2 separate regions of the Zea mays genome follow, and region 2 is linked to region 1. The links are chromatin contacts, called in public Hi-C maps. All regions are on one chromosome and are shown on one strand. The core of a region is the stretch at or near the end of the contact, and the rest is flanking DNA. Distances in the headings are between cores, read along the strand shown. Region 1 holds the start of LOC542127 (UDP-glucose-4-epimerase). Region 2 holds the start of LOC542722 (superoxide dismutase 4).

Region 1 (3,737 bases), core at 968-3,467:
CGAGCTAAGGTGAGCTGTGGTTTGCTGTGAATAATGAAGATATACGTGCATGCGGCACAAGCACTGGAAAGTGGAAACAGTTCGCTTTCTAAGCGGGCGGCAGGTTCGGCGATTTTTAAAACTAACTCGGGAATAATTCGAGTCAGTTAAACTGAATAAAGAAGACGGGCAGATTCCAGCACCAGCTCGCCAGGAATCGATTCAGGTCAATTGAACTGAATCCAATCATTTGACACCTCTGGAAATGCAAGCAGAGCTGAGCGGCAGATTCGGCAGGCAGGTACGGCGACAGTTAATTTGATTGGCAGGTGTACAGGTAATAATAATAGTATGTAATGAACCAAACAGCAGAGGCGGCATCTGCTTCGAATAGATAGATAAAATAATGCCATGCTACTGCGAATCATTAGTGGCAATCGTCGGCGGCCACGACTGGACTCGCAGCTGTAGTAGTAGTAGTCGCGTAGAATGCCGCTGGAACACCTTAGGGCATGTACAGTGGAGAGACACCAAAACGGTTCTTTAAGCACAGGAGACAACTAAGAGACTGTATTGTACAATGAAGTGTCTACAAACGTAGTCTATTAATAAATACAGAATTAAATGTATTTGTATAGCATCAGATCGATAGAACAGACGACAAATTCGTACAGTGGGAAGTGAGGCGTCTGTTGCTACTTGGTTTACGAGCCAGAGGCGTCTCTTCACGGAGAGACGGCTCTAAGATTTTTTTGCAAATAACCCCCTTAAACACCTTAAGAGCCTCCACATTAAACACCACTGTACATGCCCTTAGAGGCCACCCATACAAATGTACTATGGCAATTGGCAAACAATGCGATTGGTTCCATCTCTTGGGAATTGGGCGTTGTCGGTTACCTGTGCGACGAGAAGATGTCCACCAACGCGTGCCTGTCGCGAAGGTCAACCTGCAGAGGCCGAGGTAGCAGTATTGATTAGAAATATATATAAAAAAAATTGCGGGCGTGGAGGTGGATATAGTTAGGCGCTAATGAAGCGGCATTCGACGACGGAATGAGTGGGACGGAAATGGACGATTGGAGTTAGGCAGGTCAGCTTCGATTCAGGTTTGGCTGCGCGCACGGGCTGCGAGTAGGCTAATGGTTGACCCGACCTGTGGATCTGGGCAGAGGCAGAGGCAGAGGAGGCGGCAGAGCATAACGAGGCGAGGCCGGCACGACGACGCGTTCCATGGTGTATTTACTTATTTATTAGTGTAGAAGAAAGAAGAAAGGTATTTGTATGTGGAAGGAAGGCGGAAGGATAGATACAGGAGAGAAGGGAAACAAGAAAGCAACGCGTGGCGTGTATGTGGGTGGTGTTACCCATTTCCAGTTTCCATCCACTAGACTAGAGGGCACGCCAGCGAAGACCCGGGCGGCGCCCGCGGCTTTCGCGATGGAAACCCAAGGAAACGAGTCTCGATAGAGCTAGGAACTGCTGGTGATACAGCAAAATGGTCCTTAACCGCCATGGGAAGGCCTGGCCTGGGACATCTCATCCAAAGCAGGAGAGAAACCTTCCCCACAAATCAATATCTGCCCCTATATTTTTTTTTCGCATTGATTGTTGATTCGCTGAGATTTTGCTACGAAATCAAATAATGAATGAATGGAAACGGAACAAAAAAAATTAGTAAGGCTGGAGAACTCCGTTACTAGCAGCAGTTCGTGGAGAAGTAAGTAGGATCAAACATACCACATAAAATTCCATCACTAGAATCAAACCCAAACATTTTCTACCGAGGAGGAAAACAGGGGGAAAAAAGCCTGACTAGAAAGTAGAAACGGAACTAGCACTGGGGCAGGGGTAGGAAGCAATCACGCGTAGGGCCGCGCACCTTGTGGAAGACGAGGTTGGCGCCGTCGTGCCCGGCGAGCTCGGCGACGCGGGCGAGGGCGGCCTCGGAGGCGTTGTCGAGGTTGTCGACGACGACGACGCGGAAGCCCTGCTGCAGCAGCTGCAGCACCGTGTGGCTGCCGATGTACCCGGCGCCGCCCGTCACGAGGATGGTCCGGAGCACGGCGGACACCATCGTCGGTAGGCCCTCGGATCGCCCGTCACAGGGATGGGATGATGGATGTGTGTGTGTGAGAGAGAGAGGGGAGAGGATGAGTTGTCTGTGTGCGCGCTCGCTCGCACTGACTGCCGCTCAGGGGAACGAACGAGATCGAGATTGCCGTGCTTCTGTTTCGCAAACCGCTCCGGCGCTTCCCCCATTTCTTATATAGCCGCTCGCCCCGGCCCCGGGCCTCGAGGGCCTGCGCCTGCGCCTGGGCCAGCCGAGGGCCGGGCGCGCGCGAGGATTCGGGAGTCAGCCACGCCACGTCCCTTACGAAACCGCGCAGATTTTTCTCCGCCTCGCTCGTGATTCCCTATGAATGATGCGCGCTGCCACGCCACCCCGCTCTCGCCCGTCCAGGTGTACAGTACAGTACATCCATCCACGATTCCGCATCAAGTCAACCATATCAAATCCAAGCAACTCATAACCATAATCCAACGTAAACGCGATTTGCTTCCATTCAATTTCTTCCTCTAAGTGCACGTCTAGCATCTTAGACAATCGGTTTATTTTAAATTTAATCAAATATATTAACAAACTAGTGATGCTTATAGTACTAAATAAATATTATTAAATTAATTACAGCATATGTTCTTTAGGCTAAATTTACTTAAAGATATGGATACTATTTTTTTTTCTTTTATAAATCTAGTTAGACCTAAATCAATTTGACCTTTTGAGGCGTGGTCAGATGTGCTTTTGTCTTTAATCGACGGAGTACATAATTGCTACCTACGGCAGTGGCGGACGCAGAACAAAATTCTATGTGGGGCCGACAGTGCATGAGACAAATTATCATACTAGACCATAATTATAGATTAATGATAATAACATGAATGCTAAATAATAATATCTAGTGTTTCCAAAAATGATATGAATACCAAAAACATTTTTGGCTACCTAAAGTAGAGCTAAAGAGAGAAAATAGGTGGACTGACTGAGGACGAGGCACTAAGGCAGAGCAGCCGCATCGGCGCGTCGTTCTGGAGAGTCATCAAATTTGTCGTGAGATGGCGTTGGTGAGACGACGACAGGTGCGAGGAGCGAGTGCAGGAGGCGAGGTAGCGATAGATGACGGTGACGGCAAGCGACAGCCATTGTCGTGTTGCGACGGCGCGCAGAGACCCTAATGAGTTAGCGAGAGACAGGTGACGCCATGATCCCACCAACAGCTTGCCCATCTGCTGATGCGGACTAGGAGGCAAAATATCAATGTTGTGTGCAGGATCCCGATGAGTCGACGAGCTGATGGGTGATGAGAACGCAAGGTGAGCTGCAGCGTGCGGGTTAGGTCACTGACTTACTGGTCAGTCGATGACCGAATAAGTGAGTGAGTCACGAGTGGGCTTGCGCTAGGGAAGAGAATCAAATGGCTCAGTGAAGAGTGGACTGAGCAGTGAAACGTCGAGAAAAAAATAGATCAAAATCTTAGTTTTTATTAGATTTGTCCACGCTAACTATACAAAAGTTTGTTTATTTTGCTGTGTACCTAAACCTAGGTATAAGGGGTTAAAAAAATTGAGGTGGGGCCGTGGCCCACCTTGCCCACCCCTTGCATCCGCCCCTGACCTACGGCACACATGAATAACTCACGTTATTATGGAGATTTTATTTCCATAGGCAACAAATACATATAAATTCACTCCACGTA
Region 2 (3,837 bases), core at 1,033-3,532, 170 kb before region 1:
GTGACAAGATAGTATGTTATCATATGCACAGCATGTGAATGGAATTACGGACTGTGGTTAAAGGATCACAGAAGTAACACAGCTTCCTTAGCCCAAGTACTAGCAACCAGTTACTACATGGGCATGTAGAACAGATCAGAAAAAGAAGGGCAGAGATCTTTACCATCTGCTCCAGCTGTCACATTTCCAAGATCACCGGCATGGCGGTTCTCATCTTCTGGTGCTCCATGTTCCTTGCTCGCAGGATTGTAGTGTGGTCCTTAATTACCAGACAAATTCACCAACAAGTAGAAAGTTCAATGGTCGATAACTTAGCACACATCCTGATCACATAAGCAAGCCAAACTAAAAGAAGCGTAAATACCAGTTGACATGCAGCCATTGGTGGTGTCACCAAGTGCATGCACATGGAACCCATGGAGGCCAGGCTTGAGGCCAGAGACACTTCCGGTGACAGTGGTAGGGCCTAACAATAGATCCAACCAACCAGAGTCAAGAATGCGAAGACGACAATTCAATCGAATATAAAATACTAGATCATAGAATATGAAATGTCTTACCATCTCCCTCTTGGGTGAAGAAGATGGTGCCCTTGACACCATCGCTGCTACCAAGCACAGCAACAGCCTTCACCATTGTTTATGTGATCTGCAAACAAGTCCACAAGTAACAGGGCCATTTCAGTATGGGTAAAAGTAGCACAAACTAAAAGCGAGCAGTAAGATATGTCAGTACATTTTAGTACCTCCTCAAATTATAAGTCATTCCAACTTTATTGGAGAGTCAAAGCATCTCAAGTTTGACCAAATTTTTATAATAAAAAATAACATTTATGTGACCAAATAAGTATCATTAGATTATTCATGAAGTATATTTTCATAGTATACCTATTTAATGTCACAAATCTTTGTAATACTCTATAATTTTAATCAAGCTTGATATGCCTTGACTCTCCAAGAAAGTTGGAATGTGTTATAATTTGGAATGAAGGGAGTAGATGTTAACCCCTAGATATATAGCATCTACATAATCTCATCGTAAGTGGAAGATGGAACATTTTGAGCAAAATACATGAGCTATGCCTTCATTTGTGACATCGTCAAGATATCAAAAGTGAATCAAGAGGAAATATGACACTCACTATGTTGCAAGTGACTGTTTCTGGTTCTCCACGTAATAGAGACCAGGCATGTACACTCATTCAAGATAACCAAAAACTGTATGACCTTTCACACATGAAGAATTGAGTCTAGGAGAATCACACCACACAATTGGGAACACATAATACACACAACTTAGATTCTCGAAACAGAACTTCAAAATTTTAATCATGAAGGTAGAAGTGATTTCTACTGGCCACCTTGCTAGTAGTCATCCTACACATCCCCTGACAAACCATAACATGATATGGATACCTAAACTTAGCTGATCAAACGTGCTCCAAATAGCTAATCTCAACAGGAAGAAATCATGATTCTATGACATCTGAACTTCTAGAAGTTAAACCGCATGATTCAGTCACGCTTTTTCTTGGCACAAATAGCGATACCAGTACGGTACGGCCTTTGAAATATCATTCTTTCATCAGGTATTCTTGGTCAGGGTGAAGCTGAAGGTTTAATGGTGATCCGGTTCATCAAAGCTAAAAACAACAGAAAACCGAAAAAATAATATAGCTGACACTTCCACAACAGTCTACGTAGCAACAGGAGACACTACCAGTCCACCACGAGTAGCACAAAGATATACACACGACCATTCATCCCAGAACAAGCAACAAGACTAAACAAAGGAACTAACATGACACGTATCTAGCGCTCTCAAAGTGCTTAATCCGATGGAACGAAGCAAATCGAGTCCCACTACTTGTGACGCCCAGATGGGCTCATATATAGGATGTAAGATCTGACTCAACGATCAATCGGAAGCTAACGGAAGCGGAAAGGGGGGAAACAAATTAGAAGTGGAACCGCACCACCGATCTGAGATCCAACTGCAACTCGTCCGGGGTACAGAGTGAGGCGATCGAAATGCCAGGGATCCGTGAGGGTTTTGGTAGGTAGCATACCTCAGGCGACCCCCGCGGCGAGGAAGGGATGGATAGGAAGGCGACGGCTTTGGAGTCTTGCGCTTCTGGATAGTTCTCTTCCGAGACTGGGGGTAGTTGGGGCCTTGGGGGCTGCGACGAGGTGGAGGAGCGGGATGCGCCGTGCGCGCCTGTGTGCTGGATTTGTAGGCGCAGCCGGACAGAGCAGTCAAGTTGCGTTGCTTCCTCGACGACCAGCAGGTTCTCTCTATTACACCATTATCACAATCCCCAGAAATACTGGTTGAATACGAAGTAAAAGTTATTTCAACAGTTTTCTTATATTATAGTTTTGAATTTATCCGGTTGCTGCTGGCTCTCATGAATATTTAGTGTGAGAAATATTTTTTTTACTAAACTGAAATAAATCACTCATGGACGATATATATTCGATGCATTCATGTTGTTCATTTTATTTTTTTGTTAGTTATGTTTCGGTACGTCGCTACTGTTTTTATTTATGCTCTTATGCTAGAGCATATAGTATAAACACAAAGAAATATGTATCTTGTTAGAGAGTGGATAAGATCGTGGTTTTGGAATCAACAACCACGTTGCAAATTTTCATTTCAGTATAATTTTAGTTTTTAACATTTAAATATGGGAAGTACAGAGAGATGAATAGAAGCGAAAGAGTAACACACAACGACAGTGTTCAGTATACATATTTTTGTGCATTGCAAATGATATTATATCTAAATGTCTTTAGAGTTTTGCCGTCCTAAAAAGATAGAAATGATAGGTTTGTTGCACATCTCATATTCGAATCCTAAACTCTTCCATCAACAATAGAGATGTGAGCAAAATATAATATACTAGCTCCCAATTCGGATCATCAGTTTGCCTAGTCTTTGACTCACAAGCGCATAAGTCCATTCAATTTAGTTCTAAGTCAAAATCAGCCCAAAACCAACTAAAAAAGGGATAAACCTTGGAAAAGATGAACTACACCTAGTTCTACACTTTGGATAAGTTCAAAACACTCATAGAGACCTAATTGATACATCCAAGGAGGTTGGTCAGCTCAATTTGAACAAAACACTATTTTAGAGTTATTTTGAGCCAAAACAGGAATATAAGATAGAGAAATCAGTTCAAATTTCGTGACTTAGACTAGTTGGATAGGTTGTAAATATGTTTTGTCTAAGTCATGGAAGTGTCCAAGAGAAAAGCTAAGTCAAATGAAAGAAGAAATACCCAAGTTTGGTCTTGTTTTCTCTTTTTTGGCGTACTAGTGGCGCACCAGACCTCTTACTCAGGAAGGGTGTTTTTAGGCTTCGGAGGCTTGGCACACCAGACCGTCTACACAGAGAGCATATAAACTAGCACTTTTGAGCCGGCACACAAGTGGCTCACCAGACCACCCGACAACAGCCAACAATCAGCTGACAGGCTTCAACGTTAACCTACCTGTCATATTATTCATGGTCCGGTGGCGCACTAGACAAGCACTGTTCACAGGCGGGTGGACCACTGCGCAGACAACTTTTGGGCAATTTTTTTCCAATGATTCATTTGGTAGTTGAGGGCTATAAATATCCCAACCAGGATAATGAAGATACAAGACTCACTCAAACCTACTACACGTTAAGTGCAATCTCTAATATCATCCAGAGCTAATTCTGCGTCGTGTTTGATCCGAATTGCATTTGAGAGACTTAGCGGCTTGAGTAAAAAATAGTTGCGAGTTCTTGTGTTCTTGATTCGAGATTTTCACTCTCGCTCCCTTCCTTATTCTCTTGATTGTAAAG

The links. Hi-C and Micro-C count contacts between places; a contact is called where the count stands out from the background.
Region 2: a Hi-C map of bundle sheath shows a contact between it and region 1, with 2.1 times the contacts expected there. The contact joins the promoter of LOC542722 here to the promoter of LOC542127 in region 1. A contact is called at or near these places in 6 of 25 Hi-C or Micro-C datasets (bundle sheath, ear, endosperm and 2 more).

What each region holds. Positions count from the first base shown.
Region 1 is chr1:60,115,029-60,118,765 of Zm-B73-REFERENCE-NAM-5.0, reverse strand. LOC542127 (UDP-glucose-4-epimerase) reads right to left here and starts at 2,217. Exons shown (of 9, transcript NM_001111759.2): 1 at 1,862-2,217; 2 at 880-929. The coding sequence starts at 2,056.
Region 2 is chr1:60,289,481-60,293,317 of Zm-B73-REFERENCE-NAM-5.0, reverse strand. It overlaps LOC542722 (superoxide dismutase 4), which reads right to left and starts at 2,282. Exons shown (of 8, transcript NM_001112234.2): 1 at 2,069-2,282; 2 at 561-648; 3 at 365-466; 4 at 164-259. The coding sequence starts at 636.